Linked DNA regions of Mus musculus: regions 1 and 2 are each linked to region 3. Evidence: chromatin contacts called from public HiChIP or PLAC-seq data. All regions are on one chromosome and are shown on one strand. The core of a region is the stretch at or near the end of the contact, and the rest is flanking DNA. Distances in the headings are between cores, read along the strand shown. Region 1 overlaps Prkca (protein kinase C, alpha). Region 2 holds the start of Helz (helicase with zinc finger domain). Region 3 overlaps Prkca (protein kinase C, alpha).

Region 1 (3,694 bases), core at 961-3,460, 290 kb before region 3:
CCACTGAGCAAGGATGAGGTGAGACCATTAGGTATGGGGTTAGGTAGGGTCTGCCAGTCTGATGCAGCTGCAAAGCTCTAAGGTTCGACTTCTCCTCAGTGAGCTGCAGTGATTACCTCCACCTAAAGGCAGCAGGGAGCAAGATTCCATAGTGTTTCTATAGAAGGATCAGACATCTGCAGATTGATCACAAAGCAGCAAGAGAGATGCGATGTGAGCAAGAGATCTGAGCAGAGCCCACAGCCCTGCAGGTGCTTCCTTCTCTTCCCCTCCTCTTATTATTTAAATTAACTCCCTGGAACCGACTCCAGCTGGATGCTGATCAGATTAAGGAAATGGATGCTGCGAGAAAGGATTAATAAGCTAGAAACATTTTAACGTGGAGCCTTGAGGTCCTCATTTAATCTATAAACATTGACCCGGCTACTCCATAATATCCTTGGGCTCATTTATGAAATCTTTTAGCCATAAACAATCTATCAGCTTTATAAAATTGTCTTCTCTCTATTATTTTCCAGGAGAGTAGGGGGCCGAGTGGAGTGACAGCCACTACCCCTTCGCGTGTGGCTTCTCTGTCCCTTCTCTGAACACCTTCCACTGTACCAGTCAGGCTTCCAGTCAGCCTCTTGCCAATGCTCTCCGGCTCTCCCATACTGAAGGGCACCCCCACCCCCACCAGGACTCCCTCAGCCTGTAGGCATCACTATGGAGGGACCAGTTAGATCCTATCAGAGACCACAGTTGTCTTCTCAGGTATCATAGCTAGAGGACATGCAGTTTATAATGTAAACCAGGACACTTTTGCAAGTGAAGCAGCGAAGAACATTAGTGATTAAGGCTGGACAACAGGCACAGACTTGTCACCTGTCCTTGATCACAGCCTTTCTGATGGTAAGGATGGCCCTGGTATAACTCTTTCGCCTCTGTGATGATACAGACATAACTAGTTCACTAACTAGTTCACTGGGTAAAGCGATAGAGAAAACAATTAGTTGGCTAGGCCTTCCGGAGGGACCATGCTGGTAAATAATTGGAGAGATTAGCAGTTCCAAGCTACCGAATTTGGCACTTCAGTGATTCTGTGGCCCTTGCAGGAGTTCGACAATGTGCCATTATTTTCAACATTACCCCCAATTGGCCTAGAACCCCAATCCTTCCACCTTAGGCTTCAGGATGGCAGAATTACAGATATGTACCATCATAGTTAGCTTCTCTGTTTTTAAAAAATTATTGTGTGCATGTGTGCGTGTGTGTGTGTGTACGTGTGTGTGTGTGTGTGTGTGTGTGTGTAAACATGGGGACTAGAGGTACAGAGGTCAATGTTGTCTGTCTTTTGCAATCATTTCCACCTTAGGTAGGCTCTCTCCCTGAACGTATAGCTCATTGATTAGGCTAGACTAACTAGCCAGCTCCATGAACCCTCCTGTCTCTGCCTCCTCCATGCTGGGGTTACATGCGTGTGCCATCACACTTATTTGTTATGTGGGTGCTGGGAATAACCCTCAAGTTGCTGTGCTTGTGTGGTAAACACTCTGATGACTTAGCTTCAGCTGTGCTGTTTTCCTGTCTTTTCAATGAAGATGCTGGACCCCGAGATTTAAGAGATTTGCCTGAGGGCAGATGCAAAGTCTCTGAGCTGCAAGCACAAGCCCAGCCTGATGGGCTCTGACTTTATGAGCAGCAGTACTGGGAGACTGGGCTGGGATTGAGTGGCTAATTGTATGTAAGATGGTCTACTTGCATGCAGCCCCAAATACATTTTTATTTTCCAGTGAGCCTCAGGAGGGAATTACTTCCTGTTGATTTCCAACTAGACTATCAAACATGTGACTATATCTGATGACATAATGTAAAGCAAAAGAGTTTCAGGGTATGTGTGTTATGTGTCTGCATGTGTGTGCATGTGTAGGTGTGTGTATGTATGTGGGTGGGTGTGTGTATGTGTATGTGTGTTTGTATGTGTGTATGTATGTGGGTATGTGTGTGTTTGTGTGTGCCCTGTGCATGTGTGTTATGTGTCTGCATGTGCATACACACAAGTGTGTCTGTGTATGTGTGTGTGATAGACTCACACATTTGTGTAGTTATTCTTTGAAGGCTTGCTTATCATTGTTAGAAAGATTACATTTTCACACCCAGGAAAAGTTCAGGTTAGCATCGGCAGAGAACCAGAGGCCTCCCTCCCTTCATCTGTCTGACTCACCCCTTAGTCTCTCAGAAGGTCCTGTCAGCTTCAGAAAGACTTTTGCACAGGCTAGCCTGAAGTTCAGATCAGCAAAGATATTTTGCAGTGTTTTGTTTTGAGACAGGGTCTTAATCTGCAATCTCAGACTGGCCTGGAACAGCTCTGCCACTCTTAACTTGTGACCATGTCATTCACCCCCTGTCTGTTTCAGTTTCTATCTGCAAAGACATGGGTGTTAATTGCCCCAGCTATGTGATGACTGGTCATCCCAGGAATGAAACTGAGCACTGTGTGCAAAGTCCCTAGAATAGGTCCTGCCTGGAACAGCCCTAGAGCTGTCTTACCTGCTTCATGCTCACTGCCCTTTGAAGGCCACTAGGTGATTGTACTGGCTAGGTTTGTGTCAACTTGACACAGCTGGAGTTATCACAGAGAAAGGAGCTTCAGTTGAGGAAATGCCTCTATGAGATCCAGCTGTAAGGCATTTTCTCAATTAGTGATCAAGGGGGAAAGGCCCCTTGTGGGTGGGACCATCTCTGGGCTGGTAGTCTTGGTTCTATAAGAGAGCAGGCTGAGCAAGCCAGGGGAAGCAAGCCAATAAAGAATATCCCTCCATGGCCTCTGCATCAGCTCCTGCTTCCTGACCTGTTTGAGTTCCAGTCCTGACTTCCTTGGTGATAAACAGCAGTATGGAGTTGTAAGCTGAATAAACCCTTTCCTCCCCAGCTTGCTTCTTGGTCATGATGTTTGTGCAGGAATAGAAACCCTGACTAAGACAGTGATCTATTAGAGCAAGCACACAGACTAATGGACAACTCCTGGTAATGGTTAATAATAAAGAACAAGATGCTAGACCTTTCACTCTAAAAGTGGAAAAGGTGTGGCAACTGATGTGTAGGCTACAGAACTAGAAAGGAGAAAGACAAAAGGTGTTGAGAGGTGTGTGTGGGGGGTATGTGTGTATGTGTACTTGTGTGTGTTACCAAAGGGCACATATAATATAACACGCAAGGAGAAAAGGCAGTATGGGCAGGAGAATGGTTTAATGGGGAGGGCAGGAAGACAAGGGGAAGACAGGACAATCACTAAAAATATTTTTTTTTCTAAAATAAAATTTTATTTGAAAACCCCACAATGAAACCTAATATTATATAAACGAATTTAAAATTTTATAATAAAAGTGATTCTTTAAAAAAGCTGACCAGGCTTCATGGGGACTTGCAGAGATCAGGGAACCTGTAGGCATCTGACCTAGGTCCTCTGTGTATATGTTTTGGTTGACTAGCATGGTGTTCTCATGGAAATCTTAATAGTGTGTATGTGTGTGTGTGTGTGTGTGTGTGTGTGTGTGTGTGTGTGGGTTAGGGGGCTGCCCTTGACTATTTTGCCTACTTGTGTGACCCTTTTTTCTTCCTGTTAGGTTGACTTGTCCAGCTTTGATGTGATGGTATGTGTCTGGTCTTATTGTAGCTTGTTATGCTGTATTGGTTGATGTTCCTGGGATGTCTG
Region 2 (4,192 bases), core at 1,654-4,153, 440 kb after region 3:
AGAACTTCAAAATCTAAATGCCCAAATGTGTTGGGGGGTAAATAAGTATACAATAAGCCAATTGACCATAATTACTTATATTTCTCTAAAGCAACCACAATAAGGTATCATTAAGTTGAGAAAATGGTTAAAAACCATAACAAGCTTCTCTCTCCCTGGTACACAGCACGAACTGTTCACTAATATAAAAATGTCCTTTAGCGGGCTGGAGAGATGGCTCAGTGGGTAAGAGTACCAACTGCTCTTCCGAAGGTCCTGAGTTCAAATCCCAGCAACCACATGGTGGCTCACAACCATCCATAATGAGATCTGCCTCCCTCTTCTGGAGTGTCTGAAGACAGCTACAGTGTACAGTGTATATAATAAATAATTTTTTTTTTAAAAATGTCCTTTAGCGGGGCAGTGGTGGCGCACGCCTTTAGTCCTAGCACTTGGGAGGTAGAGCAGGCAGAGTTCTGAGTTCTCCAGGCCAGCCTGGTCTACAGAGTGAGTTCCAGGACAACCAGGGCTACACAGAGAAACCCTGTCTCAAAAAAACAAAAAAAACAAAACAAAACAAAACAAAAAGAGTCCTTTAAATCCAAGGCATTACACCAGACATAACTTTAATCACAGCAATCAGGAGTTCAAGGTCAGCCTTGCCTACTTAGCCAGCCAAAGAAACTATAGTGATTCCCTTCCTGCGCCCCCCACTCTATCTCTCTCAGGCACACACACAGATCCAACGTATTACATGGGATAAATAAAACAATAAATTTACACACCATATATGATCAGAAGTGATGACTGAGTCGTCAAACCCCCTGAGCAACACAGAACTTAACACTATCATTTTTGTTCTAAAGTACTATCAGGCATTTACTATTCGGCTTTGGAAAAATAGAAGGGACTAAGGATATGGCTCAATGGTTCTGCACTTTTCCTAGGATGTGTGAGGCCATTAGGTCTTAAACATACCAGCACCACAAAACCAAAAACTAAGAAAAATAAAAATAGAAGCGATTGCTTGCTGAAAAATATTATTCATGATGGAAAAGGATATACTTCATAAACATCCCAGAAAGTGTGGGTGTGCAGACTTCATCTAGCCAATTTCTTATACTCAGTGTAGGGCAAGCAATGGACGTGAAAACAGATTAAATCCAGACCATCCCATTAAAGTTAGCCAAGGAAATGAGAAGAGGCAAACTATAATTACTCCTGGAAAAGACATTGATCAAGTATATAGCCACAGCTAACATTTAGCTCTAGAAAAGCTTCAGTACGTATGAATAAGTGGGAGCCACTAAAAAGGATGGTATGTCTTTCCTAAATCTCGCCTTGCCTGTATCCCAGTCGGCTGACTGATCTATTTGGAAAGTAGCTTTCCCTGACCCTTGAGTTGGATACAAGAAAGAGGGGAAACAGGGTGTAGTTTTTGAACTTCAGTCTCACCTTGCACATCTCACCGGCTCTGTAGTTCATTAGTGATCAATTACTTCATCCAGTTCCTGGAGCAAACAGAAAAAGAAGATGGTATGCAACACCAGTTGGAGCTGTTACCAGTTACAAGCATTTTATAGTCCTTTAGTAAAAGAATATGGATACACTTCAAGTGGAAAAAGTTATTTAAAAAAAAAAAAAAAAAAGATACAGGATGAAGCTTTGGAGGGGAAAAAAATTTGCTTCTTTTACCTAAAATTGAAAATATTTTCTTTCAGCAACAGATTAGAAAATAGTCTTCAACCTTAAACATAATAAACTCATCTATTCTACACTGATTAGTCTTACTTTCAAAAATAAAAGAAGGGAGAAAAAAATCAAGGAGGGGGGGAAAAAAGCTATTCATATGAGTGAAGAGAGCAAAATCAAGAACAAACTAGGCCAGATAACGTCTCCCTCTTCCCCCGGCTGCTCCCGGCATCCACTATCTCTGAAGTTACACTTCTGATTATCCTAATGGCTTGTCTAAAAAGTGTAACTTTGCAAGGGAGAAAGGATGCCAATTTCGGAGCTCAACAAAAAAAAAAAAAAAAAAAAAAAAAAACAAGGTTCCCAACCCAAAAGGAATCTGAAGGCTCTGGCTTCCAGCCCTGTCTGTGAGGACCCTCAGCAAAGGCCAGGGGGCAGAAGACTCAACTCATTTTGGGGAGAGAAATCACAGTTCCTACTTAGGACTATGTGTCCGAGCCCTTGAGGGTAAAGAGAGAGAAGGAAAGAAAGGGGCCTTTGGAGACACCTCCAGGAAGAGACTGTGCATTTGTTTTTGTAGATGTGCTCACGGGCCACGCATGTCCCAGGAGGGGGGCGGGGAGAGGGGGACCACAGTGAATCTTGAGCAGAGCCCTCTGCTGGGGAGGGGCGCCCCCTGACCCACTTTCGTGCTGTCCCCTGCCCTGGGGTCGCCGCCCCACCCTGGGTGGAAATGCTAACCCGGAGGGCTGCACCGCGCGCGGCGTGGGAGGCCGCCCGCTCCCCACCCTAAGCCGCGACCCTGGGGCGCGGGGCGTGCGGGGACCCCAGGGTCGGCCCGTGCCGGAGCAGCCTCGCGCGGGCTCCCGGGTCCCCCCGAACCTCGGGCGTGTGCAAGGACCCTCGGGCCACCGCCTGGGTCCCTGGCACCTCAGCCCCCCAGCGGAGGGAAAAGGAGATTGAGGAGGGGAAGAAACAGTAAACAGCTCCAGCGTCCGGGCCTCGCCTCTGAGAGAGCCCCGCTCCCCAGGCCCTGCCGGCGGCCGGCGGGATCCCCCGCTGTCCCCGGGGCCGCGCTGTCCCGGACCCGGAGCACCCGAGGAGAGTCCGGGCCTCTCCCCGGATGGCTCTGGAGGCTCCTGAAGCGACCCGGGCAGCGGAGAACGGGGAAGTCAGGACTTACCTGTCATTACTTTCTACGCCATCTTGGATCCACTTGTCAACGTCCCCACAAAGCATTATGGGTAAGAAAGAGCCTTTAAAGTGACTCCCCCCCCCCCTCGGCCCCCGACTCCCGCCTCCCGCCGCCGGCGCCGCCCCCTCCGGCTGCACCTCCCTCCGGAAAGTTGGCCCCAGAGGCCCGCCCGGCCCCCTTCAGCGCCTGCGAGACTTCTCAAGGAACACCCCTACTCACACACCCAGTTTTCCAACTGTGCCTTTGGGGTGCTCTCTCTTCCCCCCACCCCCGTCCCTATCTCCCCCATTCCTTACGCGAGCTGCTGTCTGCCCCGCCGCGATCCTGCCCTAGTAGCCAGATACCCTACTCCTGCATTCAATCAACACGGCGTGTCCCGGACGCGGGTGGTGTGTGAGCCGGCTAGCGGATGCATAGATGTATGCAGGGATGCATGAGCGCATGAATGCGCACGCCTGCGAGCGGTTCCCCCAGCTCCAGGTCCTTGCTACCGCTCGCGCTTCCCGCCCCGGGGCATCCGCCAGGCATGTCGCACTCGCGCGCGGGGACAGTGTCGGTATCCTAAGAAGCCACTCTGGGGCCCTAGGATCCCAGGAACTCGGTGAAACGCCGAGTCAATCCGCCCGCAAAGCTGCAATTGGGATCTGGGAAGGTTAAGCTAAATGCAACTTTTACCCCAGTTTACTCGCGCGGTCCCCTCCTCTTGGCCGGTAATGTGATCTGCGACCCTCTAGGTCGGAGGACCCCCTCCCCTAGGAATGTGGCTTTAGAATTCAGCCGGGTTAGAGTCCAAATTGTGGACTGTGACTTCCCCATGCAGGTAACTCAAGAGAACCCGGCTGCAGAGTCCGGGTGGGGCGTGGATGCGCGCCTGGGCCGGGAGGGGGTCCCCCGGGTGGGTTGGGGGGTAGTGCCTACCGCGTTTCAACTGTCCTGTTCCCACAAGGCGGCGACCCCAGGCGGCGGGACAAGGTAGAGGGCGGGCGCCACGCTGGCTCTGGGCAGAGAGAGGAGGGGGATGTCCAGAGTGGCTTGGAGGCGACCAGGACGCAGGAAGTAGGAGGCGACCGTGCGCCGGCAACAGACCTTTGCGAGCATCCCGCGGGCATCTGCTTTCTGGTTGCAAGACAAGCCCAGCGCTTTCCCCGCCCCTCCCGCGTTGCTTCAGGCGAGCAACACCTAGCTCAGGTGACCACCCCTTTTGCTCCATGAAGTACCAGCTCCTTGCAGCCCTAGTCCTGCCAGAAATGTAGGTCTGTTCATTAACTCCCCACCCCCACCCTATACATTCTCTTCCTCCAGTGTCAGCACTGCTGAGTTTGAGGA
Region 3 (3,910 bases), core at 1,299-3,798:
TGGCTGGGACAGTTTGGGCACTTGCTTGGATTCTTCTGGTCCGGCTTCTTCTGGCTCTTCAATTCTAGCTGAACACCCCAGAGTTGACTTTTTCATTTGAATCCTGCCCTCGTGTGAAAACTACCACCATCTCTCACCATTCCCCCACACCATGCCTCTCAGCCCCCTCGGGGGTCCCTGACAATGCCCACTGCCTCCCCCGCCTCTTCCGATCCACTCTTAGTTGTGTGGTTTGCGGTGCCTGAGTGTGGAAGAAGGTTTTAGAACATTCAGAAGACACAAATGCTCTATTATCATTTGAGCTTTGCAGTTTCCTATAAGCATCTGGCCATTTCAAAACTCCCACTGACACCGGCAGACACTTGGCTCTCTCATGTCTGTGGTTCCTGTCATCTCTGTAAAGGTCTGTCTGGGAAGATGGACCACTTCATTCACACCACTTTGCATTATTTATCTGGACTCTGCTTGAACCTTGGGCAAATCTCCAGGCAAAGATCTTCATCAGGGTGCAATCACTCCAGGAGCTGAAGACCACAAGAGGGCAGTAGAGACTGGTAAAAGAAAGACTCCCTGCACCTTGACGAACACAAGCCACAACAGAAGCAGAAACTTGCCTGGGCCTCTACTTGTTCATGAACAGGAATGGCAATGAAATGATCACTTCACGCTCCCAGTTGCTCCCAATTTTAGGCAACAACCTCCGTCCTAAAACAGAGGCGGTCAAGGGCCGTCGACACAGGTCTTGTTGCTGCTTTCTATCTGCCCTTGCTTGCCCAGGAACTGTTTTCTCAGGAACAGAGAATCCCCTGCCTTTAAGAAGCATTGCTGACAGTCTGGAAAACCAATACTGGGACAGCATGTGTGAATTCAAGGGACTCCGATCCCACAAAGCCTGTGTGGTGGTGATCCAGGTGCTCCTGGCAGGAAAAGCAATGTGTTAGTGTGAAAAGAGTCTAAACATAATATGCCACAGCCATTCCCTAAGGTGGACATTGCATGAATTGGCTGTCAGCCCTGGGAGGTGAGGGGATTGGGGGGGGGGGGAGGCAGACTACATTTTCATGGGTGGAAACACCTAGAAAAGGTAACAATGGGATGTTCGTCAAAACAGGATCCTTTGGGGAATCCCAGGATCCTCCCATAGCAGCTGGGAAGGACTAAAGGCAAACAGCTTTCTAGGGAGCACTTACCAGGTGAGGCAGGCTAAGCTGCTTCTAGGAATGGCCAGGTCTACCCCAGAGGACTTGGAGGCAGTTAACTGTTGCTGGTGGGGGGAGGGGCACACCCTCCCTGAAGAGCTATTGGCAGTTAGTGGTAACTGGGGCTGGGGACGAGGGGCAGTTTTTTTTTTTTTTTTTTTTTTTTTTTTTTTTTTAAGACAGGGTTTCTCTGTATAGCCCTGGCTGTCCTGGAACTCACTCTGTAGACCAGGCTGCCCTCGAACTCAGAAATCCACCTGCCTCTGCCTCCCGAGTGCTGGGATTAAAGGCGTGCGCCACCACCGCCCGGCAGCAGTTACTCTTAAGGTGCCTGTGCTCCTGTTAACGCTAACAAAACTCAGTTCGTTCGCCAGAAAACGAAGGAAGGAAGAAGCAAAGGGGGTGGGGGGAGACTTGAAAGTGGAGTGGAAATTAGTGAGGGAGAAACAGGAATCCAGGGGACAGGAGGAAAACAGGAGATGATAAGGTGTGTGTTTTGGGGGGGCGGGGGGTGGGATCAACATACTCTGCATACATGTGTGAGGAAGAGATGAAGCAGGCTCGATAGGCATGCCATCCATCACTGGATGAGCCAAAGAACACGAAGGAAGAACAGATGGCCATAAAGAGAATAGCAATGTCTACTAGAAACAAACCAGGCTTGGTAGGAAAAAAAAAAACCACCAGGGAAAGCTCTAAATCGACCCCTGGGGCCACATTCCCCCACCTACCCACCCATGGGGTGTGACCTGGTTCCCATAGCATAGGGTTCCATCAGCTTCCTGTGGCTTCCTGGCTTCATTTTAACAGGGGCAACCACCTCATTGGCTACGACCATAAAAACAGTTCTCACTAAGGAAGTGGCTTTCTGTGTATCCCCCGTCCTTGTGCATCCTTGAGTTAAATGCCGCCTAGTCTGGCAACACAGCCTTATTGTCTTGTGCCACTTGGGGAATCAAACGTCACAGAAGAGACCGAACGATAATTTAATTCAGGTGTGTTGAGAAGTTTCCATTTTCTCTGTCCTGGTAAGTTAGCCAGGGACACAGGCATCCTATCAAGTCCAAGTGCAGGGCTGGGGGTGTAGCTCTTGGTAGAGTGTTAGCTAGCTTCTAAGCTTGGAGGCCCTGGGTTCAGTCTCCAGCACTGAAAAATAAAACCTATGAAACTGTAAGAGGTCCAGTGCAGCTGGAAATGAATGACTTGAGGATCCGTGCACCCCGGAAATGGACCCCAGCCACGGCCTGTCATCCTGACGCACAGCCACACACTCACTTGTCTGATCTCGTGCTGAAGCAGCCGAGCACTCTGTCTGCACCGCCAGAGCTAGTTACTGAACCTTCGCTATTGCTCCCAGGGTGGTATGCCACTGCAGAGATAAGAGTCTGGGCTTCAGAAACGAGGGAGGAGAGGAGCCTAGACATGTCACCCCGACTCCTCATCTGCAATGCGAACAGCCTTGTGTCTCTTGTCTCCAAACTCTTTCAGAGGTTAGACTGCTCTGTCATCCTCCTGTGGTTGGGGGACACCCAGCCTGGGGCCACCTGCAGTGCAGGGGGATCAGCTTCTGCAGCCAGTGGATCCAGAGCCCTGCACTGAGGACAATAGCATCCTTCTCTTCCTCCACAGCACTACCACAACCTTGTGAGGGGCTGGAGGGTGCAGATGGCTCTGGAGAGCATCTGCAAGGTTCACGCATCCCCATCCGCACTCGGGTGTCTTTGCTATAGGTAGGAAGACTCCCCAGAGACCCTTCCAGGGCTGGCGGGGCTGACTGTGGTTCTGAGGAGCATGAAGAGTACACTCCTGTCATCTGTTTGTGACTCCTGGCTTGGGAAGAAAACTCTTAGTCATCGGGTGTTAACAGTCACCCAGCCCCACCCCCTAGTCCCAGAGTGTAGCTGCAGTGTGCGTAAACAAAGAAAAGCATGCAGGCAGAAGGACATGGGTGACATAGGAGGTGACCTTCCCTAGGGGCAGCTGCTTGCTTTCTGTCAGGTAAACTTTTCTCTGGCTGCTGTAACCAAACCACGCAAGCCACAAGCCTTCCAGTGATCCATTGCTCACTGACTTAGAGGCTAGAGGCTTCAGGGTGAAGGCACAGACAGATTGGCATCTGGTTCATAGATGGCCCCTTGCTCCTGAGTCCTCGCCTACTGGAAAGCACAAGACCCTTTCACAAGGACACTCACCGATCCAGTTATGATGGTGGAGGCAGGCCTTGTGACTTCCCCACACCTTCATGTTAGGGGTTAGGGTTCCAACATGTGAATCTGGGGCATAAACATTCAGGCCATGTCACCTTCCCAGACTGTTCCTTCTGGTATGTCAGACATGGAGCCCACAAGCCTCATAAGGAAGCATGACTGAGAATACCTGTGAATGTGACCTAACACAAACTCATCATCTTACTTAAAACATTAAGACGTGTTCCTGTATGTGTGTGTGTGTGTGTGTGTGTGTGTGTGTGTGTGTGTGTGTGTAAATATTTTTAATTCCAATTGTAAGGCTCTAGAGCAGTGGCTCTCAACCTTCCTAATGCTTTGACCTTTAATACAGTCCCTCACATTGCGGTGAACCCAAACCATAAAATTATTTTGTTGCTATTTCATAACTTTAATTTTGCTACAGTTATGAATCATAATGTAAATCTAGTATGCAGGATATCTGATATGCGACCCCTGTGAAAGGGTCATTTGACACCCAAAGGA

What was found. HiChIP or PLAC-seq counts read pairs in DNA pulled down with a chosen protein or histone mark.
Region 1: a FOXA1 HiChIP or PLAC-seq map of pancreatic cancer cells shows a contact between it and region 3. The contact joins two enhancer-like sites. A contact is called at or near these places in 1 of 15 datasets of contacts at CTCF or cohesin (large pre-B cells), 1 of 115 datasets of contacts at active chromatin or transcription factors (pancreatic cancer cells) and 2 of 9 other capture datasets (adipose tissue and embryonic stem cells).
Region 2: a contact with region 3 is called in an H3K27ac HiChIP or PLAC-seq map of T-cell acute lymphoblastic leukemia, with 4 times the contacts expected there. The contact joins the promoter of Helz here to the enhancer-like site in region 3. A contact is called at or near these places in 2 of 39 promoter capture datasets (cranial neural crest and maxillary cranial neural crest), 12 of 115 datasets of contacts at active chromatin or transcription factors (T-cell acute lymphoblastic leukemia, embryonic basal ganglia, embryonic forebrain and 6 more) and 1 of 9 other capture datasets (embryonic stem cells).

Annotation. Positions count from the first base shown.
Region 1 is chr11:108,281,772-108,285,465 of GRCm38.p6, reverse strand. The region is part of intron 2 of Prkca (protein kinase C, alpha); the gene reads left to right. Among named protein-coding and RNA genes, the nearest start is that of Prkca, 60 kb to the left of the region's middle. Within about 2 kb of position 2,210, at least 51 of the 459 cell types and tissues checked have an H3K27ac peak or open chromatin away from gene starts, as enhancers often do. A contact at or near this core is called in pancreatic cancer cells, where this site is marked.
Region 2 is chr11:107,546,644-107,550,835 of GRCm38.p6, reverse strand. Helz (helicase with zinc finger domain) reads right to left here and starts at 2,903. Exons shown (of 33, transcript NM_001368755.1): 1 at 2,855-2,903; 2 at 1,435-1,490. It overlaps Gm39426 (a long non-coding RNA gene), which reads left to right and starts at 2,842. Exons shown (of 3, transcript XR_003949607.1): 1 at 2,842-2,915; 2 at 3,813-4,054; 3 at 4,169-4,192.
Region 3 is chr11:107,991,334-107,995,243 of GRCm38.p6, reverse strand. The region is part of intron 8 of Prkca (protein kinase C, alpha); the gene reads left to right. Among named protein-coding and RNA genes, the nearest start is that of Mir7223, 3.6 kb to the left of the region's middle. Within about 2 kb of position 2,548, at least 29 of the 459 cell types and tissues checked have an H3K27ac peak or open chromatin away from gene starts, as enhancers often do. A contact at or near this core is called in T-cell acute lymphoblastic leukemia and pancreatic cancer cells, where this site is marked.